Linked DNA regions of Pan troglodytes: region 2 is linked to region 1. A link is a contact called in public HiChIP or PLAC-seq data. All regions are on one chromosome and are shown on one strand. The core of a region is the stretch at or near the end of the contact, and the rest is flanking DNA. Distances in the headings are between cores, read along the strand shown.

Region 1 (6,033 bases), core at 2,671-5,170:
TTTCTGGCAAGCTCACTGTGCCGGGGCCATCTAAATGCCACAGAGCCTTTATCAAGGCATCACTCACTTCAGGTTGGGGTTTGGCATTTAGAAAATACAGGAAAAACCATTTCAGGGCTAAATATTGAGTCAAAGACTACGACATGACTGAAATGTTTGGTCTAAAATCTGTTATAGATCTTGTGTCTTGTATAATCTGGACACTGCTGAAAAAGAAGAAGCATAAATTACGTAGCTAGTAAAACTCATTGTTGTGCTTTGAAGGCTGACTAATCTATTTTCTTTTTGCATTCTCTTTCCCTTATGACTACCAGCAAAATCTTACTTTTTGGTGGACTTTGCTTCTTGGAATTCTGTGGCTGACCCTTTTCACTCTTCCCTGATTCCGCAGACAAAGAAACCGTAGAAGCAAGTCCTCGAAACACCTGGGCTTCCTGGAGCATAGTCTGACAAAAGAATTAATGAATATGGATGTTTAGAGTAATGCCGTTATAATAGCTAGTACTATATATGAATATATATATATATATTTTTTGAGTCAGGGGTCTCTCTCAGTCGTCCGGGCTGGAGTGCAGTGGCACAATCATGGCTCACTGCAGCCTTCAACTCCTGGGTCCAAGCGATACTCTGACATAGCTAGGACTACAGGCACATACTACCATGCCTGGCTAATATTTTTTATTTTTTATAGAGATGAGATCTGGCTATGTGGCCCAGGTTGGTCTCAAACTCCTGGCCTCAAGAGATCCTGAAGCCCCGGCCTCCTGAAGTGCTGGGATTGGTCAGGTGCGGTGGCTTACGCCTATAATCCCAGCACTTTGGGAGGCTGAGGTGGGCGGATCACTTGAGGTCAGGAGTTCTGAGACCAGCCTGGCCAACCCCGTCTCTACTAAAAATACAAAAAAAAGGCTGGGCGCGGTGCGACTGTAATCCTAGCACTTTGGGAGGCCGAGGCGTGTGGATCATGAGGTCAGGAGATCGAGACTATCCTGGCTAACACGGTGAAACCCCCTCTCTACTAAAAATACAAAAAATTAGCCAGGCATGGTGGCGGGTGCCTGTAGTCCCAGCTACTTGGGAGGCTGAGGCAGGAGAATGGCGTGAACCCAGGAGGTGAAGCTTGCAGTGAGCCAAGATCGTGCCACTGCACTCTAGCCTGAGCGACAGAGCAAGACTCTGTCTCAAAAAAAAAAAAAAAAATTTAGCCAGGCACAGTGGTGCATGCCTGTAGTTCCAGGTACTGCAGAGGCTGAGGCAGGAGAATTGCTTAGACTCAGGAGGTGGAGGTTGCAGTGAGCTGAGATCGCGCCACTGCACTCCAGCCTGGGCAACAGAGTGAGACTGTCTCAGAAAAAAAAAAAAAAACAACCAAAGTGCTGGGATTGTGTGCATGTAGGTACCATGCATATGAATATTACATATTACCACTACATGTAAGTGCAAAACATTCACATGGTATATACTTCTAATGGTTATTACAGTTTTCATAATGTATGTATATTATGGACATTTTTTAAAATACAAAAAGGCTGCAAGAAGAAAACACCCGAGTTCAAGGACAATCACTATTAATATTTGGTTTAATAAAACTTCAACCAGACGTTCTCCAGTGTATTTTTTTTTGTCGTCTCCAATTATTTATTAACCTACAAAATACTACGTTTCTTCTTTTTTCTTTCTTTTTTTTTTTTTTGGAGACAGGGTCTCACTCTGACTCCCAGGCTGGAGTGCAGTGGCTCAATCTTGGCTCACTGCAACCTCCGCCTCCTGGGTTCCAGCGATTCTCTTGCCTCAGCCTCCCAAGTAGCTGGAATTACAGGTGTGCACCACCACACCTGGCTAATGTTTTTGTATTTTGTTTTTTGAGACGGAGTCTTGCTCTGTCACCCTGGCTGGAGCACGGTGGCGCAACCTCGGCTCACTACAATCTCCGCCTCGTGGGTTCAAGCGATTCTCCTGTCTCAGCCACCCAAGTAGCTGGGATTACAGGCACGCACCACCATGCCTGGACAAGTTTTTGTATTTAGTAGAGACGGGGTTTCACCATGTTGATCAGGTTGGTCTCGAATCCTGGCCTCAGGTGATCCACCCACCTCGGCTTCTCAAAGTACTGGGATTACAGGTGTGAGCTACCGCGCCTGGCTCTTTTTGTATTTTTAGTAGAGACGGGGTTTCACCATGTTGGTCTCGAATGCCTGACCTCAAATGATCCGCCTGTCTTGGCCTCCCAAAGTGCTGGGATTACAGGCGTGAGCCATCTGCCAGGCCCTATGTTTCTTTCTGTAAAATGTTTTCTTATCCTTAGAAAATAGAGTAGAAGAAATACTATCTGGCCACTAAAATGATGTAGGTATATAAAAACTGCTTCAAAAGTGTCTATAATATAAATGTGATATTTTATATTATGCCAACTCACTCAGCATATACTCACTAAGGCCTATTAAGTGCTAGACAGTACAATGTTCTAGATGCTGGATACGGAACAGAGGTGCCTGTATGTGCACATATAAACATGAAAACGTGTATGTTCATGATTGTAAGCATGAGTACATGTGCTTATGTGAACATATAAAAGTTGATAGAAATCGTTAGGAACTAGATGCTTGAAGGAGTAATGGTAGACTGTCAATGAATTTCCCTATCTGTACTTTTAAATTATTCTGCAGGCTGAGGCACGAGAGTCGCTTAATCCCAGGGGGCAGAAGTTGCAGGGAGTTGAGATGGTGCCATTGCACTCCAGCCTGGGCCTGGGCGACAGAGTGAGGCTCTGTCTCAAAAAAATATATATATATAAAATATATATTATATATTATATATAAATATATATAATATATAAATATATAAATATATAATATATTTATATATAATATATAAATATATAATACATATTTATATATTATATATTACATATAATATATATTATATGTAATATATAATATATAATATATATTTATATATATATACACACACACATATATATTCTGCAGGGAATAGTTACTGCTTTTGTAATAACAGCCATTTTAAAATTTGTAAGAGAGTGAAGTGGCCTTAGCCTTATTTTATTTATTTATTTATTCTGTCCCCCAGGCTGGAGTGCAGTGGTATGATCTCGGCTCACTGCAACCTCCGCGTCCCGGGTTCATGGGATCCTCCCACCTCAGCCTCCCGAGTAGCTGGGATTACAGGAATGCACCACCACGCCAGACTAATTTTTTGTATTTTTTAGAGACAGGGTTTCGACATGTTGGCCAGGCTAGTCTCGAACTCCTGAACTCAAGCGATCCGCCTGGCTCGGCCTTCCAAAGTACTGGGATTACAGGCAAAATCCCAAAGTGCCCGCGCCCGGCCTTGGCCTTAGCTTTTTATTTGCAGAAAAGAAAGCCCTTCTTCCCCTTTTCACACGTCAGGTCATGTCAGCTGGCTTCTCAACGGCTGTAAGTTACCAAGTTAACCAGGTCCCTGAAAGTTCCCTCATTTCCTCTCTTGGCTAAATGGAGAAGTCACTGTCCTTCAGAGAAGCCGTGCGGGAGCCGCACAGCGGCTGACCCCAGCGGCGCGGCAGCATCACCTGGGAACGTCCACCCGTGTCTGCCGCCAGGAGCGCCCGTCGGCACGGGGCACGCCAGCCTCGGCCTGGGCCTCGGGCAGCGGCGGCGGCGGACCGGCTCGGGGGAACCGCGGGACGCTCGCTGGCCACACCCGGCCTGGCCCCGTGGCCGTCAGTCCTGGGCCCAGGGAGCGGGGTCAGCGGCCCAACTAGGACGGCTAGAGGTCGCGGACAGGCCCGGACCTGACCAGCACCGCGCCCCCTCACCCCATCCCCTACGTAGGCTCCGGGCCGCGCAGCCAGCCCAGGCCGGCTCCTCCTTTACCTTCAGCGCCCCGGCTCGTCCTTGCCGCAGCAAACACGGGGCAGCCATGGCGGTGACAGCGGGTGCACCAGGCAGGGCCACGGCAGCTGCGCGCGCACCCGCGCCTGAACACCCGCCCCTTGGACCGAGTGCGCCAATTACAGGCGAGCTGGGGGCGGAGCAGAGGCCGTGGGTCTGCGCGCGCATCCCCAGTAGGGCTAAGTGCTTCCCTTGGGGCCACGCCCCGGATCAGGACCACCAATCACAGGCAGCAGCGTGAAGGGCCCGTCACCGGCTGGTGCCGATCCCTGTGCCCTGCGGGCGCCTGGGCGCTGTGGCGGGGGCGCGGCGGAGACCTGCGGGGGCTGCTGGGCACCCGTCTCAGGCGTCTGCGCTGGGCCGGCCTGAATGTCCACCCGAACGCTTCGCACTTCTTTGCCCTTGTCCTCGCAGCCTTAAATCTGCGACCTTCCCTGGGGGCACAGTCTGGTCCTACTTGATTGATAGTTCTGTGTTTTGAGAGGTTTAAAGCTCTTCGGCTCGCGACCTCGGCGCCCACACCACGCGCCCAGCTCCCTCACCCTCTGTCGGCAACGCGGCCACCACTGCTCACTGCCCCTCCTGCATGGCCCCTGCCAACGCTAATACCAGAGTTAGGCCGATTGGAAATGGAAGCTTTGTTTCACCTGTTTATTTAGCAAAGAGTTCGCCCCCAACGTTAGTCGTAATTGTGGAGTCGGTGTAATTAGTTATTAGCTTCTTTCTCTGCCTCTTGAGTTCTCTGCCTTCCGCCGCGTGCCCAGAGCCCCATTCGCATTTCATCGGAGATGGACGTGCCCACACCTTCAGCTTCCACAGGGGAAGAGGCCCTGCCACAGTCATTTAAATGGATTGTGTAGGGATTCCTGACTCACAGCTAGCGATTCATTGAGGTGGCAAGATAAACTGGCGGAATGAGGCCTTTATCAAAGGCCTTTATCAAAGAGGAGTCTGCAATCAAGTAAATGCAAGGGCATCTGCCACCATCCACCCTGGGAGGCAAAGAGAATAACCTTAGATCTTAGGATAATCATGAGAAGGGATCCTTTGTCCCTAAAGGGAGAAGGAAAAAAAATGCCAAAAGATTTTTTTTTGTTTAAATTTTTTTTTTTTGAGACGGAGTCTTGCTCTGTCGCCCAGGCTGGAGTGCAGTGGCGCCATCTTGGCTCATTGCAAGCTCCGCCTCCCGGGTTCACGCCATTCTCTTGCCTCAGCCTCCCGAGTAGCTGGGACTACAGGCACCCACCACCACGCCCGGCTAATTTTTTGTAATTTTTAGTAGAGACAGGGTTTCACCGTGTTAGCCAGGATGGTCTCCATCTCCTGACCTCGTGATCCACCCGTCTCGGCCTCCCAAAGTCCTGGGATTACAGGTGTGAGCCACCGTGCCTGGCCTAAATTTTTTTTTTTGAGACAGAGTCTTGCTCTGTTGCCCAGGCTGGAGTACAGTGGCACAATCTAGGCTCACTGCAAGCTCCACTTCCTAGGTTCAAGCGACTCTCCTACCTCAGCCTCCTGAGTAGCTGGGACAACAGGCATGAGCCACCACGTCCGGCTAATTTTTGTATTTTTAGTAGCGACGGGGTTTCACCATGTTGGCCAGACTGGTCTCGAACTCCTGACCTCAAGTGATCGCCCGCCTCGGCCTCCCAAAGTGCTGGGGTTACAGGCGTGAGCCACTACACCCGGCCAGATTTTTTTTTCTTCACCACTAGGCTAATTCTGTTGTGTCCAGGGAAAAGGTCATGCTCACCCTTGTGAGATGTGCTTAATAATTCACAGGTTAGTAACAAATTTGGGGATCCTGATCTGGAATTGGAAGATCCACGTCACCCTCCTTCATGGACCTGGAGCTCCCCACTTCCACACCACCACCAGCGGGCACATGCAGCAGATGTTGACATCTTGCTGGAGTTGCAACACTCAAGAAGAAACAGAAAAGACCTCCTCTGGCGTGGTCACCGGCCAGGTTGGTAAAGGTAGGGTACCTATGGTTGAGGGGGCATGAACCATCTTGATTTTTTTTTTTTTTTTGAGACAGAATCTCACTCTGTTGCCCAGGCTAGGGTGCAGTGGCGCAGGGGCAATCTCGGCTCACTGCAACTTCCGCCTCCTGGGTTCAAGTGATTCTCTTGCCTCAGCC
Region 2 (6,303 bases), core at 2,902-5,401, 210 kb before region 1:
TCACCCAGGCTGGAGTACAGTGGCGCCATCTCGGCTCACTGCAACCTCCGCTTCCTGGGTTTCATGCGATTCTCTGCCTCAGCCTCCCAAGTAGCTGGGATTATAGGCGCCCGCCACCATGCCCAGCTAATTTTTGTATTTTTAATAGAGATGGGGTTTCACCATCTTGGCCAGGCTGGTCTTGAACTCCTGACCTCGTGATCCACCCGCCTTGGCCTCCCAAAGTGCTGGGATTACAGGTGTGAGCCACCTCACCCAGCCTGAAACTACTTCTAAATTGTAAAAAGAACTGTGGACGGCTGGGCGTGGTGGCTCACACCTGTAATCCCAGCACTTTGGGAGGCCAAGGCTGGTGGATCACCTGAGATCAGAAGTTCGAGACCAGCCTGGCCTACATGGTGAAACCCTGTCTCTACTAAAAACACAAAACATTAGCCAGGCATGGTGGTGGGTGTCTGTAATCCCGGCTACTGGGAGGCTGAGGCAGAAGAATCGCTTGAACCCGGGAGAGGGAGGTTGCAACAAGCTGAGATTGTGCCACTGCACTCTAGCCTGGGCAACAAGAATGAAACTCTGTCTCAAAAAAAAAAAATTGCCAGGCAAGGTGGGGGATGCCTGTAATCCTAGCTCAGAAGAATCGTTTGAACCTGGGAGGCAGAGGTTGCAGTGAGCCAAGATCACGCCAATGCACTCCAGCCTGGGTAACAGAGCAAGACTCTGTCTCAAAACAAACAAACAAAAGAAATAGTTTCAGATAATCTTGTTTTCTTCTTGCAAAGAAATGACTTCATCAGAACTTCTTTTAGAAGCTTCTAAGTATCATTGAAAAATAGCTCTCAGTTTTTAAATTTTAGATGCAGATTTTTCCTATTGAGTGCATAAACTAGTTATTTTAAAGGCACCCCATTTTAGCTATTATAGTCTGGGGTCTTCATGGGTTAAGTGAGACCATGTTTCTAGATACTGACAGAAGGTGGCACCATAAGCATTGTCCACGAATCCAGCTGCCGTCTCTGCAGATGGATGTCTCCTTTAGAAGCACAAGTGCCCATAATTTAGATTTTCCTTCTGAATGACCAAAAATGCCTAAGGGGAGGAATTTTGGTCACTAAAGAAGAAAGTGGCCAAGCGCAGTGACTCACGCCTGTAATCCCAGCACTTTGGGAGGCCGAGGCAGGGGGATCACGAGGTCAGGAGTTCAAGATCAGCTTGGCCAAGATGGTGAAACCCCAACTCTACTAAAAATACAAAAAATTAGCAGGGCATGGTGGCAGGCGCCTCTAATCCCAGCTACTTAGGAGGCTGAGGCAGAGAACTGCCTGAACTCAGGAGGCAGAGGTTGCAGTGAGCCAAGATCATGCCACTGCACTCCAGCCTGGGCGACAGAGCGAGACTCTGTCTCAAAAAAAAAAAAAAAAAGAAGAAGAAGAAGAATGTTTAGATTTGTCAGTTGAACCAAGTTTCAGAATATGGCCAGTTTTAAAGATGACACTTTCTCCTTGACCAAATTTCAAATGAGAGAAAAGGCTGCAAACTGTAAAAAGACAAGCAAAACCTCAGACAGAAGTGAAAATCACAAATCTGCAGTCAACAGAATCTCTAGAGAATAAAAATGGAAACTCCTACCTTTCAGTGGAGCTTCAGTTCTAACCCTATCAAATTATTAGTGTGTAAGTCTCAATCTTCGACTAAGCTGGGAGGATTCAGATCCCAAGACTGGCCTTACCAGAGACCCCTACCAGCACCAGTGAGGTCGAGTAAACAACAGTCGTTTGTGCTGGTACCAAGGCTCCAACTATTGATGCCACTACTTAGTGGCAATCCCTGAAGGCCTGCTTCAGGTCCTATCTGGGTTGCCAAAATGTCAACCTCAAATAATGAAATTCAGGAAATATGATTAAGTATAGAGTTTATTTGAGCCCAAAGCTTGAGGATGGCTCCCTGGGCACATGCCCCTAGGTTGCCCTGAACATATGTTCCCATTAGCAGCAGTTACAGTGGGGTTTTAAGGAAAAGGAAGAGGCAGTCCCTAAGTTGTTAGCAAGAATTTGCATTAAAATAACAGAAGGTGCTGATTGGCTATGCATCGTTCTTAGCATCACTAATTCCATGTGAACAAGAAGATAATGGGTGAGGCAGCCTGTCAGGAGAAAAATTCCATCAAACAATTGCCCTGGACAGTTGCTTCTATGGTGGAAGAGGCGCTGAATGAAGTCCCACACTCCGGCCTCTCTGGGCCTGATCATTCTGCACACCTCACAGAGCTCAGACTGCCCTATTTTTCTTTTCTCAGGAAAAATGGGTGGATGGTACTGGTGGCCCTGGTCTGATCATCTACCCTGGTTCTAGTAACCAGATTAATTCCTTGTAATAGAGCTGTGGATTTCAGTTCAGTTCCCACGCACAGACCTTACCTCTGCTTTCTCCGACCACTTCTCCCCCACCCCAGGTACTTCACAGCTGAGAGCCTCTTGCCAGCTTCCAACTCTCCAGCAGTCTTTGTTCCCAGACCGTGTCCTGAGGCTGCACTTTCTGGACATGCCCACCTGCTGGACTGGCATCTGTCTTGTCACTTCTCTGGCCTCACCTCTGCGAAAGGAACACAAAAGTCAGGACCCCAGTTCACTCTGTCAAAAGGAAAAGAATGAGCTGAAAGCTGAGTCATGTAAGCAGCTGCCTTTCCTTTCGTTCCTAAGCAGACGGCTACAGATAGAAGGTTCAACATCCGCTTCTCTTATGTAAAGTGCTGATTTGCTGAGGAGTGAGCTGTACACAGTCGACTGTTCCCGGCCTGCTGCTTTTCTCTTGCAACGTGTGGATTACCACACTGTTCCGCTTTCCCCTCCAGCCCACTTTTCCCCTTTAAATACTGAAGCCCTCAAAGTCATCTTTGGAGAAAAGCACAGACCACAGACTGTTTCTGTGATACCGTGTTTTTTTTCCTCCCAGGCATTGTCCTTAACCTTGGCAAAATAAACTTCTAAACTGATTGAGCCCTGTCTCAAGATACTTTTTGGTTTAAACCTCCGAGGCCCTACTGTTTCTAATACAGGTTTCCAGTTTGCTCATCTTTCCCAGGTAGGAAGATGCTCTGTTGCCAAGAGAAATGCAATTCTAACACGCAAATCCGCCCAAACACTAGAGCTCAGCATTCAGCTCTAGCCGAGCTAAGAGGATCCCATGGTCCTGCCCCACAGTCTGGGGCTCATCTTGTGGAGGAGGTAAGTAAAATAGGCCCTGTCTCTCTGACTTCTACCTAATCAGAGTTGATAGTTGCGTTGGAAATTAGGTAAATCGCAGGTGAGTTGATGAATGTGGGAAACCAGATGAAAATGGCTGCTTGATGGGGTTAAAACGCAGGAGAGAGGAATAGAACCCTTCCCACGGAATGGTTCCAGCCTTGTGACATGAGGAGACTGAAAGGGTATCCCAGAGGCAGGTCACTGGCCTTCCAGCTCCACCTGTGGGTGGCCTTGGCCAGGCAACTGCAAGACTGCAGGGCCCCGGGGAGGTCGCACCTGGCAAGCGCCGAGGGAGGGTAAAGCGGAGAGGGGTGAGAGAAAAGAAAAACAACACAGAGCGTCCGAGCTATGTGAGGCGTGCGAGGTTAATCCGGCCCGGAGAGACAGGTCTATGGGGCTTCAGCGGTCCCCACCCATGCCTGGCAATTGTTTAAAGGCACTATTGCTCCGGACCCGCTGCCTTCACCCATGAACTTCCTTTCCTGGAATTATGATATAAAGAACAACGTACAGCCAATTAATAGCTTGTTATTTTCATGTAAATTCTTGGTGAGCTATTTAAGAACTGCCCCCCTCTTAAGCTTTATAAACCCACTTGTCACTGTTGCAAATCCTATGTTCAGGGCAGCTTGAAGCTATGCTCCCGGGTTGCAATCTTCAAACTTGGCCCAAATAACCTCTCTACTTATATCAAGTTTGCCTCAGCTTTTTTTTTCTTCTAGGTCGACGGTTCCCGCCCCGCAAGGGTGCAGGGAAGGGGACGCCCGCACTTCCTAGTGCTCCCTTAGCTGGGGTCGAGCTGAGCGCCCCCCACCGAGCCCCAGGCGGCTCTGTGGAGAAGCCCCTCGGCCCCGGGTTCGGTCTGCACTGCCAGCCCCCAGTCCCCGGCGCGCAGGATCCAGCAGGGACAGCGCCGGGCGGGCGAGAAGGCGAGAGAGCTAGGGCCGGGCTGGGAAGGCACCGGCAGGGGGCGCGGGTTCCCAGGACCGAAAAGGCGGAGCCTCCCACGCGCACTACGTGCTCCCTACGCGCATGCGTCCCGCCCACGCGCAGGCAGCACCTCGCCTGACTGGGTAGCGCTGCCACGTCGGGGCGGGGAAGAGCGTCGTCGCGTCCGGGTGACGTCTCCCGCGGGCGTCGGCAGGGTCGGCGGCGTCGGCAGCAGTGTCGACGGCAGCGGCGGCGGCGGGTGGGAAATGGCGGAGTATCTGGCCTCCATCTTCGGCACCGAGAAAGACAAGTGAGTGGGAGCCCCCCGCCGGGGGTTGGGCGCGATCGGGGCGCAGGGTGGTTGAGGCGGTGGGAGGGCGACCGGGGAGGCCCAGGCGGGCCGGCGCGGCGGCGGCGGGGGAGGGGCCCGCGGCGGGAAGGAGCGGTGGCCCTTCCGGCCCCTTGCGCGCCCTCCGGAGCCGCCGCCTCGTGGGCCGCGCGGCGGAAAAATGGAGCGGGGAGAATGAATGGGGCCTCTTTTCGGGGCGCCGCGGCCGAGCTTTCTCCGGCCTTGGGGTCTGGACTGGCTGATCGCCCGACGTCCGGGCCTCCGAGTCGCCGGCTCCCGGAAGCCGCCTCGAGCCGCGCTGAAAGTTGCCTGGAGCATCCGGGCCTTTTGGACGTGGACACGTTTGCTCCAACTTTCGGCTGTGAATGTCCTGTCGAGCAAGCTCTGGTACCAGCCTCGCCAGTATTCAGTCGCTTATCTAACTTAGGGTCCTAAGCGTTGGTGTTTTATCCACTTAGCCAGCCTCTTGCCTGTTTAAGCGACCACTGGGCCGGCAGTAAGGAGATATGACAAGAAAAAGTATGGTGGAGACTACTGGATTAACTATCTAACCACAAGAGACGTGATCCGCTCTTAACATACAGGTGCTCCTCGATTTACCATGGGATTGCGTTCCGATAAACCCATCATGAATCGAAAATGCCTTTAATACCCCGATAAACCCATCATCTAAGTTGAAAATTTGTAAGTCGGTGACTGTTCTTGAAGACACAATTCTGATATAAGGAAAAAGATGTTTTGATTTTTTCCTTAAGGTTGCATGCCTTCCCTAATCAATCGTTAGGTTAAAAGCAAAACATTTAATTTCAGCTTTAATTGCCACCTTGGCACGTACTAATTTCCAGTGAGTTGGCTGTAGTTTAGACTAAATGGAATGTTTTCAGACGTTTGAAGGATAATTCTTACTTTGAAAACCTAAAGACTCAGCATCTGGCTTAATCTACTCTTTAGTTATCTTGGCATTCTTCAGTGCCATACAAAGTTAACATGACTTTATGTTTTCAGTGATAAACCCCTAAGTTTGTCATAGATGTTTTTAATGCCACTTTTTTCAAACGCTATTTAAAATGTTTCTCTTTTCCAGGATGGAGTCTATCTTGTAAAATGTCCTCTTCACACATGGTAGAATCTCCTGTGTTGTTTGGATGAGGAGGCTATATTTCTAGCAAAATTTTAAGCCAAAATCTACCAGTTATAGTCACTCCAGAAACATTTAGTGGGGGTCAACTATAGGTCAGTTTCTGGAGACTTAAACATGGGTAAAATTTGGATATTATCCTTAAGGAACTCACGGTATGATCTTGGCGAATGAATAGACCAGCTCTATCGGAACAAGAGGCTCTTCTGAGTTTAGGGTGAAGAACTAACACATGTAGGATCGGGGCATCATTAATTTCGCCTTTTCATATTTGCATGTGGCATGACTTCTGTCTTGTAAAAGTCTATCTCCCTATATTTCTGCTATAAGCAACCACATTTCAATCTATTGGGCTATACTATAAAGGTCATGGTTTTAATTCAGGAAAGTTGATTATTTAATCTAGGTTACTTGTGTTTTCTTTTCAGGGAGACGTGGGGTTTTAGCTTCCAGGAAACAGGATCAACTCCTAAAAAATGAAGCGGATGGTTCATATTAACTTTAATTATTATTTAAGCTAAGAATAAAATATAGATCTCTACCAATTAAAAAATGTTTAGCTTATTATATGTTTGAAGTTATAGATGTTTTCTAGATTCAGGGATATCCTAATAGCTTGTCTGTGGTTTAATTGTGTGGAATAA

What was found. HiChIP or PLAC-seq counts read pairs in DNA pulled down with a chosen protein or histone mark.
Region 2: an H3K4me3 HiChIP or PLAC-seq map of stem cell-derived excitatory neurons shows a contact between it and region 1, with 4 times the contacts expected there. The contact joins the promoter of CRYAA here to the promoter of NDUFV3 in region 1. A contact is called at or near these places in 1 of 7 Hi-C or Micro-C datasets (stem cell-derived neural progenitor cells) and 1 of 1 datasets of contacts at active chromatin or transcription factors (stem cell-derived excitatory neurons).

What each region holds. Positions count from the first base shown.
Region 1 is chr22:43,543,575-43,549,607 of NHGRI_mPanTro3-v2.0_pri, reverse strand. It overlaps NDUFV3 (NADH:ubiquinone oxidoreductase subunit V3), which reads right to left and starts at 3,920. Exons shown (of 3, transcript NM_001071813.1): 1 at 3,873-3,920; 2 at 326-446. The coding sequence starts at 3,920. It overlaps WDR4 (WD repeat domain 4), which reads left to right and starts at 5,839. Exons shown (of 11, transcript XM_054675082.2): 1 at 5,839-5,859.
Region 2 is chr22:43,752,909-43,759,211 of NHGRI_mPanTro3-v2.0_pri, reverse strand. CRYAA (crystallin alpha A) reads right to left here and starts at 4,151. Exons shown (of 7, transcript XM_063803499.1): 1 at 3,838-4,151; 2 at 2,415-2,589. U2AF1 (U2 small nuclear RNA auxiliary factor 1) reads left to right here and starts at 4,235. Exons shown (of 9, transcript XM_063803497.1): 1 at 4,235-4,482.